2 separate regions of the Mus musculus genome follow, and region 2 is linked to region 1. The links are chromatin contacts, called in public promoter capture Hi-C maps. All regions are on one chromosome and are shown on one strand. The core of a region is the stretch at or near the end of the contact, and the rest is flanking DNA. Distances in the headings are between cores, read along the strand shown.

The links. Capture Hi-C pulls out chosen DNA fragments and counts their contacts.
Region 2: a contact with region 1 is called in a promoter capture Hi-C map of adipose tissue. The contact joins the promoter of Nhsl2 here to the promoter of Zmym3 in region 1.

The regions. Positions count from the first base shown.
Region 1 is chrX:101,417,241-101,423,209 of GRCm38.p6, reverse strand. Zmym3 (zinc finger, MYM-type 3) reads left to right here and starts at 2,988. Exons shown (of 25, transcript NM_019831.3): 1 at 2,988-3,064; 2 at 4,258-4,937; 3 at 5,880-5,923. The coding sequence starts at 4,271.
Region 2 is chrX:101,846,629-101,852,446 of GRCm38.p6, reverse strand. Nhsl2 (NHS-like 2) reads right to left here and starts at 3,062. Exons shown (of 8, transcript NM_001163610.1): 1 at 2,600-3,062. The coding sequence starts at 2,879.

The DNA.
Region 1 (5,969 bases), core at 1,739-4,238:
TGAGATGGGGTCTCACTATGTAGCCTAGGCTGGCCTGGAACTCAATATGTATACTAGACTGGCCTTGAACTCAAAGAAATCTACCCCTCCCACACTAGGCACTGGGATTAACTGCATCTACCACCAGCCTTGAATTTAACTCTATAGCCCAGACAGGCCTTGAGTTTTCCATCCTTCTGTTTCAATCTCCTGAGTAGCCTAGTTTATCATCTATACTAAGAGGTCTGGCTGAGAAATTCTCTTAATATATAGTCTAGGCTGGCCTTGAACTCAGTAATCTCCTGTCAGCCCCCTAAGTACAAAGATTACAGACCTGTGTTTCCATGACTGACATATTTATACGTTTGTAATCTGAAAAAAACAAATAAAATGAGGGCATGCAGCTCAGTTATATAGCACGGACATGTGTAAGGTGCAGTCTTAAGCTCCAGCACTGCAAAAAAAAAAAAAAAAAAAAGAAAGAAAGAAAGAAAGAAAGAAAGAAATAATATGCTGGACTAGGTATGTAACTTAGTTGGTCAAGTACTTACCTCCTATTCACAAAGCCCTGGGATTGTTCCCCAGCATAATACAGGCATTCTGACACAAGCCTGTAGCACTAGGTGGAGCCGGTTGTGGTGGCGCACGCCTTTAATCCCAGCACTTGGGAGGCAGAGGCAGGCGGATTTCTGAGTTCGAGGCCAACCTGGTCTACAAAGTGAGTTCCAGGACAGCCAGGGCTACACAGAGAAACCCTGTCTCCAAAAAGCAAAACAAACAAACAAACAAACAAAAAAGCACTAGGTGGAAGCAAGAAGATCAAAAGTTAAAAGTCATCCTTGGCTACTAAGGGGGTTCTAGGCCAGCCTGAGTTACACAGCAACTTCAAAACTACCACACTGGGGCATTAAGACCCATACCCAAAACAGGAAATAAAACACCAACCAAACAAACAAAGAACAAAATCTCACCCAAAACCAACTAATCAAAGATTTGGGGTGTGTGTGGGTGCGGATAGAGTTTTAGTTTCATAGTAAAATTATGTAGACAGAGCTTTCCTGTATATCCATGTCCCCACACACTCATGGCCTTGCCTATTATCAACATCCAGGACAAGATAGGTACATTTGTTTCAATCCATGAATGGGCAGGGATGTATCATTACTAACCAAAGTCCGTAGTTTATATTAGCACTTACTCTTAGTAGTTTACATTGTATTTGAATAATGTGTCTACCATTATAATATCATGCAGAGTGATAGTACTATTGTAAAATCCTGTGCTCCTTGTTATTAGTTTAAAAAACATACTTATTATTTCGTGTGCCTGTGTATGCATGCATGCTACATCACAGGTGTGCTGGTCAGAGGACAACTTGCAGGCCTAGGTTCTCTCCTATTATCTGGGTCCTTAGACTTGGCAGCAAAGGCCTTTCCCTGCTGCACGTCTCACTGCCCCTAGTTGTTGTTTAGTGTGACTGAAGTTTTGTTTTAGTTTGCATTTGTTCTTTTGAAACAGGGTCTTGCTATGTAGTCCAGGCTGTCTTCACACCACAGGGAATCCTCTCGCCTCAGGTTCCCTGCACACCACCACACCCAGTTTTTGGTTTTGAGACAGGTGTTTCACTATGTAGCCCAGGCTTTTCTCATGGTCATAATCCTGATACAGCCTTCTAAGTGCTGGAATACCAGACCACCGTGCCAGAGCAGAAGTCACCCCTCCCTCTTAGATGCTCTTCACTCCACTTGAAAATTCGTGATCTGCCACCAAATTAGACATTCTACCCCCAGAACAGCCAGGGGGCCAGGAAGAAACAGAAAATACAAAGAAACAGTAGAAACAGAAAGAGGCAGAAAGTGGGAGATGGCTACAGAGCATACTGATTAAGACACAGAAAGCCGGGTTTAGGCAATCTACACCGGAAAAAAATTACATTTATCTCTGATGTAGGAGAGAGCAAAGACAACCTCAAGGCTGAGGGGGGGTAGGCGGAAGGGAAAACAAGGCTTCTGTTAAAATATGGGTAAAATTCCCAAGGACAAGGGTGGGCAGGCTTTCTATGGGAAGGAGGAAAGGTCAGAAGCACATTAGAGGAGCAATGGACAACACTGGACGCTTCTTGCCTGAGTTTCTAGTATCTAAGTCCGGTAAGTGCTGTGCAGCCCTTAGAACTATCCTGGGAATGTGGAGAGAGGGATTGTGAAGTGTTCTGTCATGAGGCCTGAGAATGAACACTGCCACCTATTCTTTTAAGGCAGTAGACCTAGTATTAGTGACCCCTACCCCTACCCTACTTCTCAAGCCTTAATCACAGCCACGCCCACCATCTAGTACGATCCCTGGAGGCTGTGTTTGAGTGCTCTCAGGAGGCAGAGACGCAAAGAGACTGTGAGGGAGAGACCTACAAGAACAGAAAAAGAGGGAAAAGGGAAGGACAGTGTTTGTGTGTGTCTGTGTGTGTGTGTGCAAGTGGATGGGTGGGTGGGGGGCTTCTGATGACCAAAACTATTCAAGAGAAAATTCAAGCTCCTACAGGAGGATTCAGTGCAATGATCCCAGAACTTAACCGAAGGCCATGGAGGGAGACGGGGGTGTAGCCTTGCAGAACCTGCTTTGGGGGGGGGGGTCACCAGGCAGTAACCGTTACTGCATAGGCGTTGTCACTAAGCCAGAACCATTTAACTGGCAAGGGTAAGCTTAAGACACCCCATAACTACGACTCTTAGACAGGTTGGAAGTGGGGGCTGAGGTTGCAGACAAGGGGAGGAGGGGCACTTGAGGGTTGGGTCTTTGCCTCCCCCATTCTCCGCTGTCACTACCCCAACAGTCGCCCGGGGGGCCGGGCCCCGGAGAGGTGGGGATGGGGGAGGGTAATCTTGGCAGGCGTCTGCTGCATGGCGTAGGTAGGGAGTGCTGAGGGGGGACGCTGGGGGGAACACGAGTGGGAAGCGGAGAGCCACGGGGAGGGGGAGGGGACCGGGAACCATTTGAATGAGAGGAGGGGATCACGGGTAGAGTGGGCTCTGGAGATAGGGCGGGCACGGGTGTGACGGGGCCAGGCTCTTGAGCCAGGTAAGGAAAGCAGGTGCGTAGATGTGGGGTTTTTCTTCCTTTTTTTGTGTATTTAGTGTACTAGGCCCTTCGGTGGAGAGGGGGCGCCGCCTTCCCCGGGGGCGGGCTCCAAAGCTCCAGAGGCTATCTTTTCCTCAACTAACGGGGCCCCGGGCGGGGGCTCACGCTCCATCCCCAGTGACGGCACTCCACTCCGCAATTTCCAGGCGGCCACTGGGCTGGGAGTCTCGCGCCGGGGGCCGGCGCTGTCTCGCGAGCCCCCTCCTCCAGCCAGCCAATGGGATTGGTCGCTGGCACCGCCCGCCTGCCTGGTGCAGAGCGCTCAGCGCTGCAAGCGGCGCTGCCATTTAAAGGGGCCGCGACCCCTGTCCCGGCTGCTAGGGAGGGAGGTGGAGAAGGAGCGCGGGGCCGTTGCTGTCTGCAGTTCTAGGCTTGTAGCGGTTACTCTAACCCTGCCTCAGGTAGGGGTCGGGTCTGTTCAAGCCGAACCGAACCTGCAGGCGGGATCTCGCAGTAGCCGGGAGGGGGGTTTGAGCAGGAATCGTAGCTCCAAAATGTCTTCCTGTAAATGCCTGAGGTGGGGGGTGGGCAACAGGAGAAGGGAAGGACTAGGGGTGCAGTAGGAAAGGGGGGACGGGGCTGAGGAAGTGGTCCACCCTGAAAGGTAACCGAGTGGGGGGGAGACGGTTAGGAAGAGCAGTTTGTGGGGGCGGGGAAGGGCTGAGAGAGGACGGGCTCCGCGGGGAGGGGCGCTGGGGCTGGAGAGGATGGGGAGAGACTGGAGACCTGGGGGGCTTTTGGGGGGGAGTGAGAAGGGACCAGGGGCTGAGGTCGCCGGAGCGGGAAAGGTTTCTGGCTGCGGCAGGCACGGGAAAATGTGAGGGGGCGTTGAGTCTGAGGTGGGGGGTGTGTGAGAGGTAGGGAGGAAGGAGCTACGAGTCTCCGTGGGGGGTGTCGGGCGGGTTAGAGACCAACTGCCTGGCGAGTGTGGGCACGGGGCCAGGGCAGGGAACGCCACTCCCCACAGAGGGCGCTGTATTGGGGGGGGAGTGGACATTGAGCCTGAAGCCTGTGGAAATGCCTATCGGCTGTGGGGGGCGGCTGCTAATGAGAAATCCAAGTGGATGACGGACGGGGTGTGTCCCACAGCCGACATAAGAAATTCAGGCTAAGACCACCTCTACTGCCCCCTCTTCCGATCTGCAGCCCATACCCAGCCATGGACCCCAGTGATTTCCCCAGTCCATTTGACCCATTGACCCTGCCAGAGAAGCCCCTGGCTGGAGACCTTCCAGTAGACATGGAATTTGGAGAGGATCTGCTGGAATCTCAGACTGCCCCAAGTCGAGGATGGGCTCCCCCAGGTCCGTCTCCATCCTCTGGAGCCCTGGACCTGCTTGATACCCCTTCTGGCCTGGAGAAGGACCCTGGAGGAGTTCTGGATGGAGCCACTGAGCTACTGGGGCTGGGGGGGCTACTCTATAAAGCCCCTTCTCCCCCAGAGGTGGACCATGGTCCTGAGGGAACCCTTGCATGGGATTCGGGGGAGCAGACCCTAGAGCCTGGACCAGGGTGTCAAACCCCTGAGGTGATGCCACCTGATCCAGGGGCTGGGGCTAGTCCCCCTTCACCTGAGGGGCTACTAGAACCTTTGGCTCCAGATTCTCCAATAATCCTGGAGTCTCCTCATATTGAAGAGGAGATACCCCCCTTAGCTACAAGGAGAAGGGGCTCCCCTGGGCAGGAGGAGGAGCATACCCAAGGGCAGCCACAGAGCCCCAATGCACCCCCTAGCCCTTCAGTGGGAGAGACTCTGGGGGATGGCATCAACAGTTCTCAGAGCAAACCTGGGGTATGTACCCCTACTGCACATCCTTCGTTGCCAGGTAGGTCACCTAACCGTTTGGAGGGGCCTGGGGAAAGAAAGGGTGGTGGTCAGGAGGGCTGGCTCTGTGCTTTGAGAAGTGGAGGAGGAGGGGACAGGAGGCTGGGAAGATTAGAGCAGGGCTCTGTGTGCTGAAGGAGGAGTGGGGTGTGGTGAAGATTGTGGAAAACAGGGGTGGGAGGCATGGAGGGGCTGCGCAGGATAAATGGGGTAGTGTGAGGGAATGGATTGGATGGCAGAGGTTCCCTTTCTCATAGCCCCAATGGGTTTCCAGTACCAGGGTCCTTCCTTCAGGGTTTGAAGGAAAATAGCAGGCTTCTAGGCTCTATGATTTTTCCAGCTGTTTGATTCTAAATAGGAGTGGAGTTTCTGGGATTGATGGATGGTAACTCCTCTCTGAAGCCCCCTAACAGCATACCGATTTCAGGGTAATGGTAGAGAGGCAGGATCTAGGATTGCATCTCTGATAGGGGAGGGGCGATCTAGACTTGAAGCTCTAGTTTCTCCCTGAATCTACCTAGTGCTATATCTCCTCTAGCCTGTGATAAGGGTCTTCAGATAGGTAAACTGATATATCTTATATCTCACCAAAGTCCAGAGGGACCTACCCATACATTGATGGGCTTTCCCCTTCTTGCTCCTTTTAAGTGGTTACATTTGTTTTTGTTGGTAAAATATAAATTCTTCATGCACAGTGGGACAGAAATGATTGGAGGGGTAAGAGAATACGTTTTATCTCATGGAGAATAGCTGCACACATACCCTCCCCATTTTCACCATAGTACCAAGTCTGAGGTAACCCTGAAAGGGTTAGAAGCCACAGGCACTCAAGTTTTCCCATTCAGTTTGGAGTAAATTGTTCCCCAGGAATGGAGGTGGGGGCCGGCCCTGGACGGCCCTGGACAGGCTCAAGACTTAGGCTACCTTCTTGCTTCCTTTGCAGGAGATGGCCTGACTGGGAAGGAGATTGAGAAGCCGCCTGAGAGGGTGAGGGGGGAGGGGATTGGAAAGAGTCTAGTTCCCCCTATAGCTC
Region 2 (5,818 bases), core at 1,813-4,312, 430 kb before region 1:
CAGTTACAAGAGTTTCTAGGGCAGTCTCAAAGGGGCTCAAGTTACCAAAGAGCAGCCTTTGGGGGGAGTGTTGCCAGGCAACCAAGCTAGTCCAGTCCCACCCCTGTAACCTTGAAGATGGTGGGAGCTTGACCTGAGACAGTGTAAAGAAGCGGGTGATCCTTTCGCATCCACTTTCTCCTCTTCTAACTTCCCTCCTGTCCTGTCCTCCCCTGCTGCTTCCCAGAGCCCCAGCCCAGCCTGCATGCTGTGGGTCAGTGTGACTTGTCACTATTCAGTCCTTTAGTGGCAGCCAAGTTGTCCCAGCAGGGAGGCCAACAAGCTGCTGGTCTGTCAGCTGTCATTCACTCTGGCCATGGTTCCAAACCTCCCTCCTTCCCAGATTTCTTTCCCACTAGGATTGGAAGAAACAGCTAGAGGAAGAATATGAAGGTAAGTCCTGCTAGATAGGCAGTCTACAGGGTAAACTGTTAACGGGAAGAGCTGACCCTCAGCATGACGGTCAGTAAAGGTGTGAGGATGCAGGGAGGAAAGGGTACGAGAAAGAATAAACAAAGAGGACTAGACCTCACAATGTCTGCTTGTTTGTTTATGATCAGAATGTAATATCCAGCCTGCTGGACACCTCGTTGAAGCTTATGCCTCAGCAACAAGGGGGTGCCAGATGGTACTCTCTCTGATTATGCTCCCCACCTCTCTTTGCACTTGGCACTTGTGCCTCATCCCAGCGACTGAAAAGTGCACACTGGGAATCTCAATAAGAGGCTAGGGCAGCAAACTAGAAAAGCAGCTCTTCTTAGAGACTCACAGAAGGTTTGGTGTGTGCAGTAGTTCTTGGAATGCATTAGGGCCAAGCAACATGAATGTTCTCAAAGGTAAGTGACCACACTAAAGAAAAGAGATAGACCCATTCTCAGCTCTTGCAAGCTTCCAAGAGGCTAACTCAATGACACTTATCTTAAGTGTCATTTCCCCCCTTTAACAATATACCTGCAGCATAAAACTATCTCTTTCTAACCCAATAGATCACTAGAAAGGGTTAGGCCCCCAAGTGACTTAGTGAAGCTATCCCAACACCCCAGCCCATGGGAAGGGCTGTCTGACTCAGCAAACAGAAAGCTATACTTTGGAAAAGCAGAGCTTCCTCCTAGTCCTCAACTTACCCTGCTGAACTCAGTAGGTGGCTCTCAGCAGGCTGTACACCGCAGGCTGTACACCGCAGGCTGTACAGAGATTTGGAAAAGTATTCTCCAAGTCTTATCAAGTTTCTCCTAGACTAATCCTGTTAATCAGTGGGACCCCAGGGAAAGAAAAACAATGACCTTCTTACCCTCTTTGTTAACTGAGAAGGAGCCAGACCCTGGGCCTTGGCTTGCCTGGTCCCCTACCTCCCAGAGGCTTCTGGTCCCGTGGCCACATTCCATCTGGCAGTCATCTGTGTCTTCCACCTTCCTTTGCTCAAAGGATTCAGTTTATTTTTCTCTAGCAGTGACCTCTGCCATCTACCTCAAAGGACAGAGACCTTTATGAAGGAAGAGGGGCGCCAGAACCTCTGACTCCTGTCATTTTGTTAGGGGTGGAGTCTGCAAGGAAGAAAGGCTGACCCAGACAATTCTCTCCCAAGGCCTCCCTCAAAAGTCAGCAAGTAGCCATCTTCCACCTCCTTCTGAAACTTTCTGGCACACTGCTCCCCCGACACCCCTTCCTAGCCTTCCCTAGGTGGCAATTGGCCCTGTTACCTGCCATTCCTCCTCTACTCTCAGCATTTTTAAACATACTCAGCCCCGACCCCGTTTAAGAGAAGTCCCACATTCTAAGGGAACGCTGCGTTTTTTGCAGAAGAGGTCCTCCCTATCCAAAGTGTTGAGATCCAAAGTAGTAAAGAGCCTGAGCTCCCGCCCGCCTCCAGTCTCACAGGTTCCTAGTGTTCAGTAAGGAAACTCCCGGGACCTGGCGTTTCTCGGGCATGGCTGGCGAGCACATTTTTAAGAAAACCGATGACAGTCTCTTTAAATGGTTCTCTCCCGCAAATCTGGGCAGCCGGACCTTAGCGGCTGGGGCGGGGGTTTGGGGTATGGAATCCGCTAAGCCCTGGGCAGTCTCCCCTCCCCCTGCCGGCCACTCCCAGCGAGGCAACGCGGAGTGTGCGGGGAGAAGCGAGCGGGAAGGGAGCTCGGAGACGGCTGGGCGCGGGAAGCCCGTTCGCAGTCCGGCACGAGGTCCCACGGGTCTGGCTGCAGCGGCCCCCGCCGCCCGGGAGGCAGGCGGGCAGCTCGGGCGCGATTTCCAAAGTGGCCCATCAGGAGAGACGCAGGCACGGCCATTCGGTTCCCGGAGCCACCGGGACTCTTTGGTCTGCGCCGCCCAGGACCCTACGGATCCCCTCCCTCTCCACCAAGCACTCCAGAGGTGGCGGCAGCCCCCAGACCTAAGCAGAGGGCCACTCGGGACCGGGCGAGCGGATCCCGGAAGGATCGGACGGCGGGAGGGCGTCCTGGAGGCCGTGTCCCTCGATCTTTGAGGGGCGGCCACGGGCAGACCCAGCGGGACATCCCCAGAGGCGGGTGGGAGAGGGTCGCGGGCGCCTCGCGCCTTTTACCTAGCAATTCTTCATCATCCTCCGGGCCAAGCAGGCGACAGGGAAGGCGGCGGCGGAGCCGGACGGTGCGCCGGTACAGGCTGTCGGTGCGGCGCCCCAGAGCCAGCAGGTGCCCCTCGAGGTCCTCCAGCAGAGCCAGCGAGTGGCCGCAGAGGTCTGCGAGCTGGCGGAGCAGACTGAGCGCGGCCAGGTGGCTCACGTCGCGGAGCTCAGCCAGCGGCTGCGGAGGGTTGCGCGGGCACAGACGCTGGGGCACCACAGTGCGCCGGTAGAACGGCATCCCGGGCGCGGGCGCGGGGACCGACCCGGTCCGCTAGCCTTGTGGCACTCGGGAATCCTGAGAGGCAGCGGCGGTCCTGGTGGAGCAGGGCCCGGGACGCGGGCGCGGGCGAGCGAGAGGCACGGGCGGCTGTGCGGGCAGGCGGCTTCACAGCCTGCAGCGCCGGCTCCCCGCGGGCTGCACACTCGCAGGAGCCACCAGTCCCTCTGACTCTGCTCCACTGGGCTCCTCCTCCCTGGCTTTCTCCTCCTCCCTCGCTCAGCTCACTCAGCTACTTCGGGATTCCTCCTCACCCCACCCCCACCATCCCCTTTCTTCTTCTTCTTTCTTTCTTTCTTTCTTTCTTTCTTTCTTTCTTTCTTTTGCGGTCAAAAATTCGCAGATTAACGCTTGATCCGGGAGAGAAGAAAAGGAAAAAAAAAAAAAAAGGAAAGAAGAGTAGAAAGAAGCTGAGAGTTAACCGAGGGAAGTCTGTGTGAATGTGTGTTTGTGATGGTCGGTGCGCAAAATGTGCCCGGGTCCTCCTGAGGAGCTTCAGGCCCAGTACCTTAACCCGGGTTAAGGTTGTTTTCTGCTTTGTTTTTTAAACTTAACTTTCTTTGTAAATACTGAACAATGCAGACACACCGGCGTACATACGAGCGAGTCACAGCAGAGACACGAAGTCTGGCTTCATGCATCTAGTTTTCCTTCTAAAATATACTCCTTGCCACGCACCAGTCTCCATTGAGCAAGCTAGCGGCCAGAACCTTAGAATCAGAGGAGAGAGAACCAAGTATCTTATTTGACTGTCCAGGAGGGAAGTGACCCTAGCACTGTGGAACTGTAAAGGCAAGAGCGAATAAATACAAACCCATTTTGTGGAGTAACTTATTTCGTTGGGATTGAGGGATCCAGTTTGCATTTTGTGCCAAAAGGGAACACCGATCTGTTTCCTTTGGGGGGCACAATGAGCTCCTGTAGTATCCCAGAAGAGGGGTTTCAGGAGCTGAGATGTGCTTTCAGTGCAGACAGCCCCGATTTCTCTCAACTGTAGAAGGTAAAATGTGCTCAGACAAGTAGAGTACCTTTAGTGTATTCTATGTCTGCATGCACTTGGGACATTTCCACCCAAAGCTGCTCACACTGAACTTTCAATGGTTTCTCCACTGCTCTGCTTTCATTTGGGCTGTGCTCCTTTTCATCCTACATATGCTCTGTTGAGTATAAGCCCACAGAATCTATTAGCAAAATATTTTTAAACAAAACACTTGTGCCCACACTAACACAATGTGGACTGTTTCCATTCTTTGCTTCAGAAAAGTTAATTGTTCCTTAGACAGTTCAAGAAAGCTCTATGCAGGCTGGAGAGATGGTACAATCATTAACAGCAACGCTGGCTGCTCTTCCAGAGGACTTGGGTTCAATTTCCAGCACCCACCTGGCAGCTCACAGCTCTCGGTAACTCCAGTTCCAGGGGATCCAACACCCTCTTCTCAGCTCTGAGGGCACCAGACCTACATGCAGGCAAATGCTTATACACTTAAAATAATAAAGTAAATTTAAAGAGAATCTCTGGTTTTAAATGTTTTGCTACACAAAATTAGTATGTGACATGATGGCTATATTCATTGGCTTTATTTATTAATTCTTCAATGCAAATATCAAAACATAATACCGTGCCCTACACATATGTAATTATTATTTGTCGATTGAAAATTTAAAAAAAGCAATGTACTGCAATCTGGTTGCCTTCATCTATACTCATTTCTTATTTAGTAAATAAAAACATAGTTACTAGAAACACTGAGTTCTAATTAAAGTAAGAATCAACAAACGGACAAAAGGTGGCCCCTCTTTTGAACTGTGAGGTCCAATTGTGGAATAAGAATCCAAAGTTCCTTGCTTGATGAACTCCAACCTCAGCCAAGAGAGTGACTGGCAGGAAGTAGTGGACTTGGCTTTACTCAGCGGAGATACTTTTCCCTGACCTATGAGCTGTTTCGACTGATCTTTGCTCCAGAGAAGGAGACATGAAGTAGGAGCAGATTGAAGGAGACTGTCTGGGCAGAGCTTTGCAGCCTGAGTGCAGCAGGCCTGGGCTGGGCCTGGTGGCTGAGCCACCCGCACTCACACCCCCTACTCTGCTTCCCGAAGCTGAGTTGTTCAGAGCTCCATAAGAAGAAGCTCAGTTTTGGCCCCATGCCCTTCCCCCCAGCCTAGTCAGTTCACTCACTCCAGCCTCTTGAATGAGAGAGTCCTGGCTTTCATCAAGGAAACATCAAGGACTTGCAATGGAGCCACCTCAGAGCAGAGCCCCTCCTCCCTTCCCAGGACTAGAGTGGGTCTGCTCCAGATGGGAGAAGGTCAGAGGACTTAAGTATTCACCTTCCTTCTTAGCCTGTCTCTTTCCCACAGAAAAGATAGAGACCTCCAGTTCCACAAGTGAAATTGAATCGAGACAGCCTCTGGGGAAGCAGGGTTCCCCCTGCTCTGTGGAGGGACAACTGAGCTCCTAAAAGCACCACTCTCTATCCAAGCTCACCAGCCAGAAAAGCAGCTAAGGTAAAGGGTCTCCATCAGCCTCTAGCACAGCATCTGGCACAGCGTACAGATGGTAATATGATCATCTCTGTTTGTTTATGATAATAGCAATAGTATTTCTTTGTAATACTATCATCTTCCTCCCTCCAATAGCTCCCTGAAGGCAGGAACCACATTTGTCTTGTTTGCTGCTGTATGCCCATGCCAAGCCCAGTGCCTAGCATACGTTAGGTTACTCAGGAAGTGTCTGTTAAATGAATGAATAAATGAAGCTGGATTATAGGCAGAGCCAGATAGGAAAAGCCTTAAGAAAGAATTTAACTTGGGCAAAGGGGCAATGGAGGGTCACTGCAGTTTCTGGCATTGCCTGAGACAGGAAGGAGGCACTTAAGAATTTCATCTAGAATCAATGTGGA